Linked DNA regions of Rattus norvegicus: regions 1 and 2 are each linked to region 3. The links are chromatin contacts, called in public Hi-C maps. All regions are on one chromosome and are shown on one strand. The core of a region is the stretch at or near the end of the contact, and the rest is flanking DNA. Distances in the headings are between cores, read along the strand shown.

Region 1 (2,780 bases), core at 92-2,591, 130 kb before region 3:
GTGACTCTCCTCCCGCCTCAGCCTCCGGGCCAGCCGATCGCCGAGGCCTCTAGATCATTGGCTGCTTTCCTAACTATCCGTTTGCGCTCACTCCGCCCCTAAAACTGGAGGTTCTGAGCTCTGGAAATGCCGTAAGGGTTTTCTCCGGGAAAAATTATGGTTGGCCCCTTGGAATCCACGTGCTGGCCGGGCTGGCTGGGCGGCTCCAGCACCGTTCGCAACCAGTCCGGGCCTGGGGGGGCGGAGAAGGTAGTGACGTCAAAGCCGCGGCCCATTCTTCTTAAAGGTGCAGGCTCCCACCTCGTGCTCCGGTTCCTGTTAGACTAAAATTCGCGCTAGTGTGGAAGTCTTAAAGGCGAGGCGGGTGGTGGGGTACTGGGTACTGAGCTGGTGCGGAAACAGCTCTGCGTGCAAGCCCACTCATAATCTGAGAAGGCAGTGACAAAAGTTTTAACTTGAGTCCTCTCCATTTTCTGTAAAATGGGGGCACCTTCGTCAGTAATAACCTAGGAAAAGTTTTGGTAGAGGCCATCCTGGCCTACATTGGAGGCTCTGTGCCAGTCAAGATACATAGATTGTCTCAAAAAAAAAAAAAAAGAAAAGAAAAGAAAAGAAAAGACAACTCTTAAGTTTTGAAAGTGTTAACACTCTTTAAGATCTGTCGCGAAACACGGGTTTTCTTCCCTGCTCTACGCTCTGCGTGTCCCCGGAGTCCTCAGCCCAAAGAAGTCCTGTAAATTGATTGGCCCAGGGCCCCACCATGCCTGGCCCAGGTTACAGGTCGGCTAACAGGGTTGCCCTGCAGTTCCTAAAGCCTTCCAGGGTTGCAACCCCGTTTCATCATCCGTAAATGAAGAGGATGGTAATTCCTGCCAACACGCTCGCTATAAATTGTAAACTCCCGCCACGGAGCTAAGTGGGCAGAAGTTTGCCATTGCTGTCCGACACTCTGATGACCTTGAAGAACCGACCCTCGCGGCAGCTGCCTTCTATAGGACGCGGAGCAGCAATACCCACGCGGTCTGGAAAGTTCCAGCGATCGCAAGTCTGGACTCTCCGGGCAGCGCTCCTCCGGGGCGCGGGCAGAGGAGAGCTACTGTGGCCAGGTGCAAGCGCCGTCCAGGCGGCGACCTTGACCTGAGAGCCGCAAGGAGCGCGGGGCCGCGGGGACCCGCCCACGGGGCCGCGGCGTAAGGGCGGGACTCCAGTGGGAGGGGGAGGGCCGCGAGTGGGCGGACCTCGTTGCACTCCGTGCGCGCGGCCGGTCGGCCACGGGGCGGGGCTTAGCTTGCTGGGGGCGGAGTCGGCCCCACCGCTCTCCCAGGCGGCCGCTGTGCGAAGCGGGCACGCGCGGACCCTGCACCGGCCGCGGAGCCGCTATGGGCCCGCCAGGCCCCTGGCGTGGCGCGGCGCAAGGACCGGCTCAGAGCCAGGTGGGCGGGCCAGGAATGAAGCGGGTTCTCTGAGGGTCCCCGGCTGGGAGGCGAATCGAGGCTATGGGAAGGGGTGGGCCTCGCCGTGAACCTTTTTGCTGGGCCTGGGCATGGAGTGCAGCCGAGTCTCGGTGAAAGGGTTTGTTACCGGGTCTCTGCTTCCGTCTCCACGGCTTGTATTTAAGAGAGAGAGGAGGCAGAGAGAGAATGTCCTCTCATTCAGGCCTTACGGCCTGTCCCGTCTGGCCACGGGCTGGCGGTGTGGGGGGAGGGCCAGCAATCTTGGGAAGGAAGATGGACCTGCCTCTCTGTCAGCAGATTTGTTTACAAGTTTCTCTCGATGCCGGACTCGACCTCTCCTCGCCCAGGGCGTTCATGTGCCCGCCCAGATGTTGGGTGGAAGGGCTCAGGCGTTTTGATCTTTTGGCCTCTGAGATCCGGAGGAGCATAATAACCATGTGGCTGAGGAAATGGCCATCACTACCATTGGCCAACGGCTATTCTAGCTTCTTTCTAAACGAATGACGTAACCACGAAGGTCATAGCAACCCTTGAGCCTTAGTTTCCCCCTCGGCAAAGTGAGCACGTTTCTAGATTTCAAAGATTATAGAGGCAAACTCTGGATGAGTGTGCCGTTGTTGAAGTCCCAGAGCATTTTACTTCATGCTTGCTCCCCCATTCCCAAGCCTTTCTTGTCATGGGCTTAAGCTCCATTTAACTGTGGTGTGTGTTTTCAGAATTGAAACTCAAAGATGGATGATCAGGATCCTGGGGGCATTAGCCCCCTTCAGCAGATGGTGGCCTCAGGAGCTGGGGCTGTGGTCACCTCCCTCTTCAGTAAGACCTGGGGAGATTGGGGTGTGGGTAGCTGGGAATTAATGTGGGCTGAGGTTGGAGGCAGTTTGGTTTTAATGAAGAAGAGGGTGAAGGAACCTTCAAACTTACCTCCTTCCCCAGTGACACCCCTGGATGTGGTGAAGGTCCGCCTTCAGTCTCAGAGACCCACGGTAGCCAGCGGTAAGTACCAGAACTTAGAACCAGACCGAGGGGAGCTGCCTGACAAAATAATGATTTCCCAGAAATGGGGTTCCAGTGGGGGAGGCAGCATTCCTGACCACCAGGGCTGACTTGTGTTTCAGAATTGACAACTCCCTCCAGATTCTGGAGTCTTTCCTACACCAAATGTGAGTTCCCTGAGCCCCAGGTCCCTGGGAGGGCCCAAGGAAGAAGTGTTGAGTGTCCCTAGAATACCTGGGGTCCCCACGATCATGGACTAGTGCATACTTTGAGATGACATGAGCCAGCCTTCTGTCCCACACAGGAATATCTGCATAGCGGCCCAGCCCT
Region 2 (2,777 bases), core at 91-2,590, 130 kb after region 3:
GGTCCCCAGCTCTGAAAAAAAAAAAAAGAAAAGAATGTATATCTGGCCCTGAGGCTATAAATAAACAGAAACTACATACTTACTGTCTTTGCACTCATGGAATTCATAATGTGTGTGTGTGTGTGTGTGTGTGTGTGTGTGTGTGTGTGTGTGTGTATTGATAACAAATACATAATTGCCTTTGTGGTGAGCTGATTAAAAGGAAAGGCAGCTGTTAGTCATGTTCAGGCATGTTCATAGTCTACCCTTAAGGTGGATGGAGGCAGGAGGATCATGAGTTGGAGGGTATTCTGAGCAACATAGGAAATTATATGAACACTCACGGCAGCTTCTCCTCCCAAAAGATGTTTGGAGAATAAGGAAGGTGGAGGCGGCTGAAGTTAAGCTGATTGCTGTTTGGGATCGAGTGGGAAGATGGCAACCGGGAAAAAGTCTGATTATGATGTCTTAAATGCGTAGATCTTTCTCTTCTCCCAGGAGACAAAAGGCATCAAGACCAAACAGATGACTTAGAGCCAAGAGGACTCCTTACTTTACAAGTTCAGCTAAAGACAGGGAATCCTCTCTGGGTCCTGTGTGCATGTATTACACTCTTTCATTGGACCCTTCTTATCTGCCGATACCACCTTTGTTAAAATCAAGTCTCCCAGCAATGATGAGGTGGAATGTCATTATCCCCATTTCACACTTGAGTCTCCATTTAGATGACAGAGTTGGTTTTCAGGTTGGAGTCCAGGCCTGGTCACATCCAGAATTGGTTGCTTCCATACATCAAGCTGTATTCCAGGATTTCTGATATTTCAACCTTACGCTCTTTGCTCCTGTTCCATTTTGAATGTACGAAGAACACTCACTGGTTTCTGTTTCAGAAGTCCTGAGTTCAATCCCAAGCAACTTGAGTGATTCACAACCATCTATGACAGGGTCTGATGCCCTTTTTTGTCATGCAGGCATACATGTAAATAGAGCATTCGTATACATAAATAAACAAATCTTTTATGTTTTGTTTGTAATGCATAAGCGTGCATGCCAGAAGAGGGCATCAGATCACTTTATGGAAGGTTATAAACCACCCTGTGGTTGCTGGGAATTGAACTCAGGAGCTCTGGAAGAACAGCAGTGCCCTTAGCCATCTCACCAGCCCCTAAACAAATCTTTTTTTAAAGGCAAAGAAAGTGCAAAGAGAAGCTCGGAGTTCTCTCCGTAGGGAGAGTTTAGAAAGGCTGACTCCTCCACATTTTTTTTTCTCGCCCGGAACTAGAGAGCGAGAGCTTTGTTTCCGGACGAAAAGAAAAACAGTAAGGGACCGGAAGTTGCCTGTATCATCCTCCGTGCTGGTCTCCCAGACCCGGCTGAGGCCGTACCGGACTGCCCTTTCCCAAGATGGCTTCGAAGATTGGTTCGAGACGCTGGATGCTGCAGCTAATCATGCAGCTGGGTTCCGTGCTGCTCACGCGCTGCCCCTTTTGGGGCTGCTTCAGCCAACTCATGTTGTACGCTGAAAGGGCCGAGGCGCGCCGGTGAGCGCGCCCACGAAGCCGTCGAATGCGGTGGGGGGCGGTACGGCCTGTCCTGGGAACTGGGGTGCGGTGATGTTGGGAGAAGTTGGGGGCCAGAAGTCGGAGCACTTAGATCGGGAGGAATTGGTGCTCAGACAGATTGGAAGATGCTCTGGTTCGGCTGTACGACCAGAACTGATGTGGCGGCCCCAGCAGTGAGGAGGGTCTCTGGTTTCTGGGGAGCAGTGAAGATTGCGGGAATTTACAGAGGTCCCCAGACCCTTACTCTCCATTCATTCTGTCCTCCTTGTTCCCTACACTCGATTCACAGGAAGCCGGACATCCCAGTGCCTTATCTATATTTCGACATGGGGGCAGCTGTGTTGTGTGCTAGCTTCATGTCCTTCGGAGTGAAGCGGCGTTGGTTTGCGTTGGGCGCCGCACTCCAGCTAGCCATTAGCACCTATGCCGCTTACATCGGGGGCTATGTCCACTACGGGGACTGGCTAAAGGTGAGCACGTGAACTCTAGAAGAGATTTAGCTTTGGGGAAGGAGCTGGTGCATGTGGTGGGCACGTGTGGTACTCTCAAACGTGAAGCCAGGGGGAAATTGGAGTACTGTTTGAGGCGGTTTTGTGATTATTACAGAACACAGACGTGTCAGACCCACAGAGACCACACAGACCCTTGTAGAGTGTGAAAATGGAGGTCCAGAGATGGAAAATGGACTTACCAAAATCATGCCACAATGTATCGAAGGGACCCATAACCCAGAGTTGTCTGATTCCCCAAATCCTTTAAACCATTAATTTATTAGTCTTAGACAGGTAAAGCAAAAGAGATCTTGAGGATATCTGGTCTACTCATCAGGTTTTATGAAATGTAGTGAATACTAGTGTAGAATTTGTGCCTGCAAATGCAGAAGTTATTCGTTTTGTTTTGTTTCTAGACAGAGTTTCTCTGTATAACCCTGGCTGTTCTGGAACTGCTCTGTAGACCACAATGGCTCAAACTCATACACAGAGATCAGTCTGCCTCTGCCTCCCAAGTGCTGGTATTAAAGGCATGCACTGTCGCCGCCGCTGCCACCACCACCAGCAACGCCGGGCTGGCTGTTCTTGTTTTAGTTGGTATAGAGTCAATACTACACAAAAGGAGGAACTCTGGGATTAGGTTTCAAACTAGGAGTGGAGGAGGTGGCAACCTGTGGCATCTTTTTTTTTGGGCCTTGGGCTTCCTAGGCAAGCGCTCTACCACTGAGCTATATCCCCAACCCCA
Region 3 (2,852 bases), core at 100-2,599:
TTGATCTATCTAGGACAGAATCAGATCACTTCAAATAGACAAATACGTTGGGACTATCAGCAGAGATGTTCATCTATTAAACTGTTCTGGCAAATTCTGGGGAGTCACTTAGGGCAGTCACCAGAAACACTATCCTCTTTAGTCTCCATGGGCTTGGCTTACAACTGCAAAATCACTGTTCTGGCATATACTCCAGTTATCCCAGAACTTGGGAAATAAAGGCAGTAGGATACGAGGTTCAAGACAAGCCTCCACTACATTGCAAGTTCAAGGCCAGCCTCAGCTACATGAGACAGCTTCAAGAAAACCACTGCCCAAGTAGAAATTATTTGGAAAAATTTCCCAACAGTTCTCACAATCCTTATTTCAGTCTGTCTTGTGATATGAAGGTTCTCCCTCTCTGTGGCTTCTGAGAAAGCGCTGGAGGCTCTCTGCATATTCCTCGGAGTACTTTCTCTTTTCCTTGGAGAATCTACTTTCACAGCTGTCTCTGGGCTAATCCATCTGGTGATTATCATTATCAGACTATTCTCACAGCACCCATAAAGCATCATTATACTTATAACCTGTCCATCTCTTCATTGACTCCTGGAAGATAAGAACTGAAGGTAGTGCTCTTTGAAGCTCTTAATGCAATGCCACAGTAACTGCTCAAGGAATATTTGTGGAACACACCAACATTCAAAGAATTTCCACAGCCTTATTTAACAGATTGGCCCTGGAGTCAGGGAAGCAATTACAGATCACTGTCTAGCCTCTCTTCTAGCTATGCAACTTGCAACAACGTTTTCAAAGCCTCAGCTTTCTCATCAGTAAAGTGGCGTTTAAAATGGTTACCTACCTCATAAGGTTGTTTTGAAGATGACGTGAAATCATCGAAGCAAAAATAATTAACACTGTTCAATAAACAAATGATAGCAATTACGTCTCACTCCCACAACTAAACCCTGATGGTAAGGTTAATGTCAGGAACCGTGATTTACACAAAAGGAAACTGTGGCAAAGACAGATGGAAACGGAGGACACAGGGAACTGCCGTGGGCAGGGGCCAGATAGGACCCTGCATCTGTCTGATCCAAGGCTTCAGCTCTCTCCTCAGTCAGTGGACGACCCCGACCGCACTGTCGGGAGTCGTCTCCGACCGTGCTTTTATCTGAGGTGAAGGCTCGGCGTCTGAGAGGTTCTATTCCCTTGGCAGTGGAGTCCATGGGTCCCCCGAGCCGAGGGGCTTCCGGGTTTCGGACGCAGTGCCCAAGCCCGACTCTCCCGGTCAGTGATGGTTTAGGGTCAGGTGAGGAAGCGGGGGTCCGGGGGTAGGGGTCGCAAACCATCCACACCCCTCAAACTTCGGGGCGGGGCAGAGGAGAAGGGGCGGAGCTTGAGGACGCGAGGAGTCATGGGAAATTAAAGGGGGTTTGGATTGTTACTGTGCCTCGATGGGGAAGGAGAGCCTCACCTGACAAAGCCAGGATAAATGTTTTGACTTCGCCAGGGCAGTCTTTGTACTCGTCTTTCCGTAGGGGTCAGGGGAGGGGCTGGCAATTCAGGATTCTGTCCAGGCTCCGATCTCTTCCGGCTTTTCTCGGAAGCTGTTAACATCCGGGACAGGAAGTCCCGCCCCCCGCCTTGTACTGATGACGCAAAGCTACGTAAGGCGGACTGACGTAAACGTAATCTTTAAATAAAAGGGCCAGGTTGCGCCGCGGCAGGAGGGGCGGAGTCACTGTTGGCGGGATTTCGGAACTCCGGCCGTAAGACCACGCCCAGTGGGCGTGGCCTCGGGCCGCCTGGAGGTCAGAGGCGGGGCAAAAAGAGAAGAGGGTGGGGGGTGCTTGTGGAAGGGGCGTGGTTTCATGCTCAGGAGATTGCCCTGGCAAGCTCTGCTGGTCTACCGGTCGTTAGGTTTCCTTCTTTCCCGCGTGGTTTTTCCTTCCGGCTTGGTTCTCGTGCTCCAGAGCTAATGGGATTCATTACTGCTCCGCCAGTACGCACCGTGCTCCAATGTTGGGAGCGGTAAGGTTTGTATTTCTGACTTCTAAGATAGTTGTTACTCGAGGAGACGGGCAAGAATACAATTTAAAGTCTTAAGTACTGGAAGATTTCTGCCCCATATAGCTTTGATAAATAAAGCCGTAAGGCATTTTAGGCAGATACAAATGCAGTGCTCTCTTAAAAAAATGATCTCTTTTTTTTGTTTGTTTGTTTTTTGTTTCTATGTGTATGTCGTGTGTGGGAGCTTGCAGAAGCCAGAAGAGGGCATTGGATCTCCAAGAGCTAAGGTTACAAGAGGTTGTAAATTGCCAGTCTTGAGTGCTGGGAAGAGAACTCAAGTCTTCTAGAAAGAGCAACAAGTGCTCTTAACCATTGAAACATCTTTCCATCTATCACCCTGGATTAGTTTTTCCAATTTTTTTGTCTGTGATTTCCTATGTAGTAGAGCAGCCGTTCTCAACCTTTTAGTCTAACGACTCTTTCAGAAGTCGCATACCGGGGCTGGAGAGATGGCCCCGGTGATGGATTAAGTTTCCAAGCTTTACAACAAATCAGATGGCCAGACTCAAACAGAGCAGATTCAGCCATCACCCCTGTAGTAAGGCTATACCATACTAGAAACTAAAGAGCAGTGGGGCTGGAGAGATGGCTCAGCGGTTAAGAGCACTGACTGACTGCCCTTCCTAAGTTCAATTCCCAGCAACCACATGGTGGCTCACAACCTGATGCCCTCTTCTGGCGTGTCTGAAGACAGCTACAGTGTACTCAGATAAATAAAACTTTAAAAAAACAAGAAATTGAATATCAGATTTTTATGTTAGTAATCATGAAGGTAGCAAAATTACAGTTGTGAAGTAGCA

What was found. A called contact is a pair of places that touch in the nucleus more often than the background predicts.
Region 1: a Hi-C map of liver shows a contact between it and region 3, with 3 times the contacts expected there. The contact joins the promoter of Slc25a39 here to the promoter of Tmub2 in region 3. A contact is called at or near these places in 5 of 12 Hi-C or Micro-C datasets (hepatocytes, kidney, liver and 1 more) and 1 of 1 datasets of contacts at active chromatin or transcription factors (oligodendrocytes).
Region 2: a Hi-C map of Schwann cells shows a contact between it and region 3, with 2.8 times the contacts expected there. The contact joins the promoter of Tmem101 here to the promoter of Tmub2 in region 3. A contact is called at or near these places in 5 of 12 Hi-C or Micro-C datasets (the A7r5 cell line, the Rat2 cell line, Schwann cells and 1 more).

Annotation. Positions count from the first base shown.
Region 1 is chr10:87,865,534-87,868,313 of GRCr8, reverse strand. It overlaps Slc25a39 (solute carrier family 25, member 39), which reads left to right and starts at 1,341. Exons shown (of 12, transcript NM_001024792.1): 1 at 1,341-1,433; 2 at 2,171-2,270; 3 at 2,391-2,450; 4 at 2,573-2,617. The coding sequence starts at 2,186.
Region 2 is chr10:87,607,616-87,610,392 of GRCr8, reverse strand. Tmem101 (transmembrane protein 101) reads left to right here and starts at 1,340. Exons shown (of 4, transcript NM_001191650.1): 1 at 1,340-1,520; 2 at 1,831-2,011. The coding sequence starts at 1,384.
Region 3 is chr10:87,737,452-87,740,303 of GRCr8, reverse strand. Tmub2 (transmembrane and ubiquitin-like domain containing 2) reads right to left here and starts at 1,349. Exons shown (of 3, transcript NM_001031651.2): 1 at 842-1,349. The coding sequence starts at 876.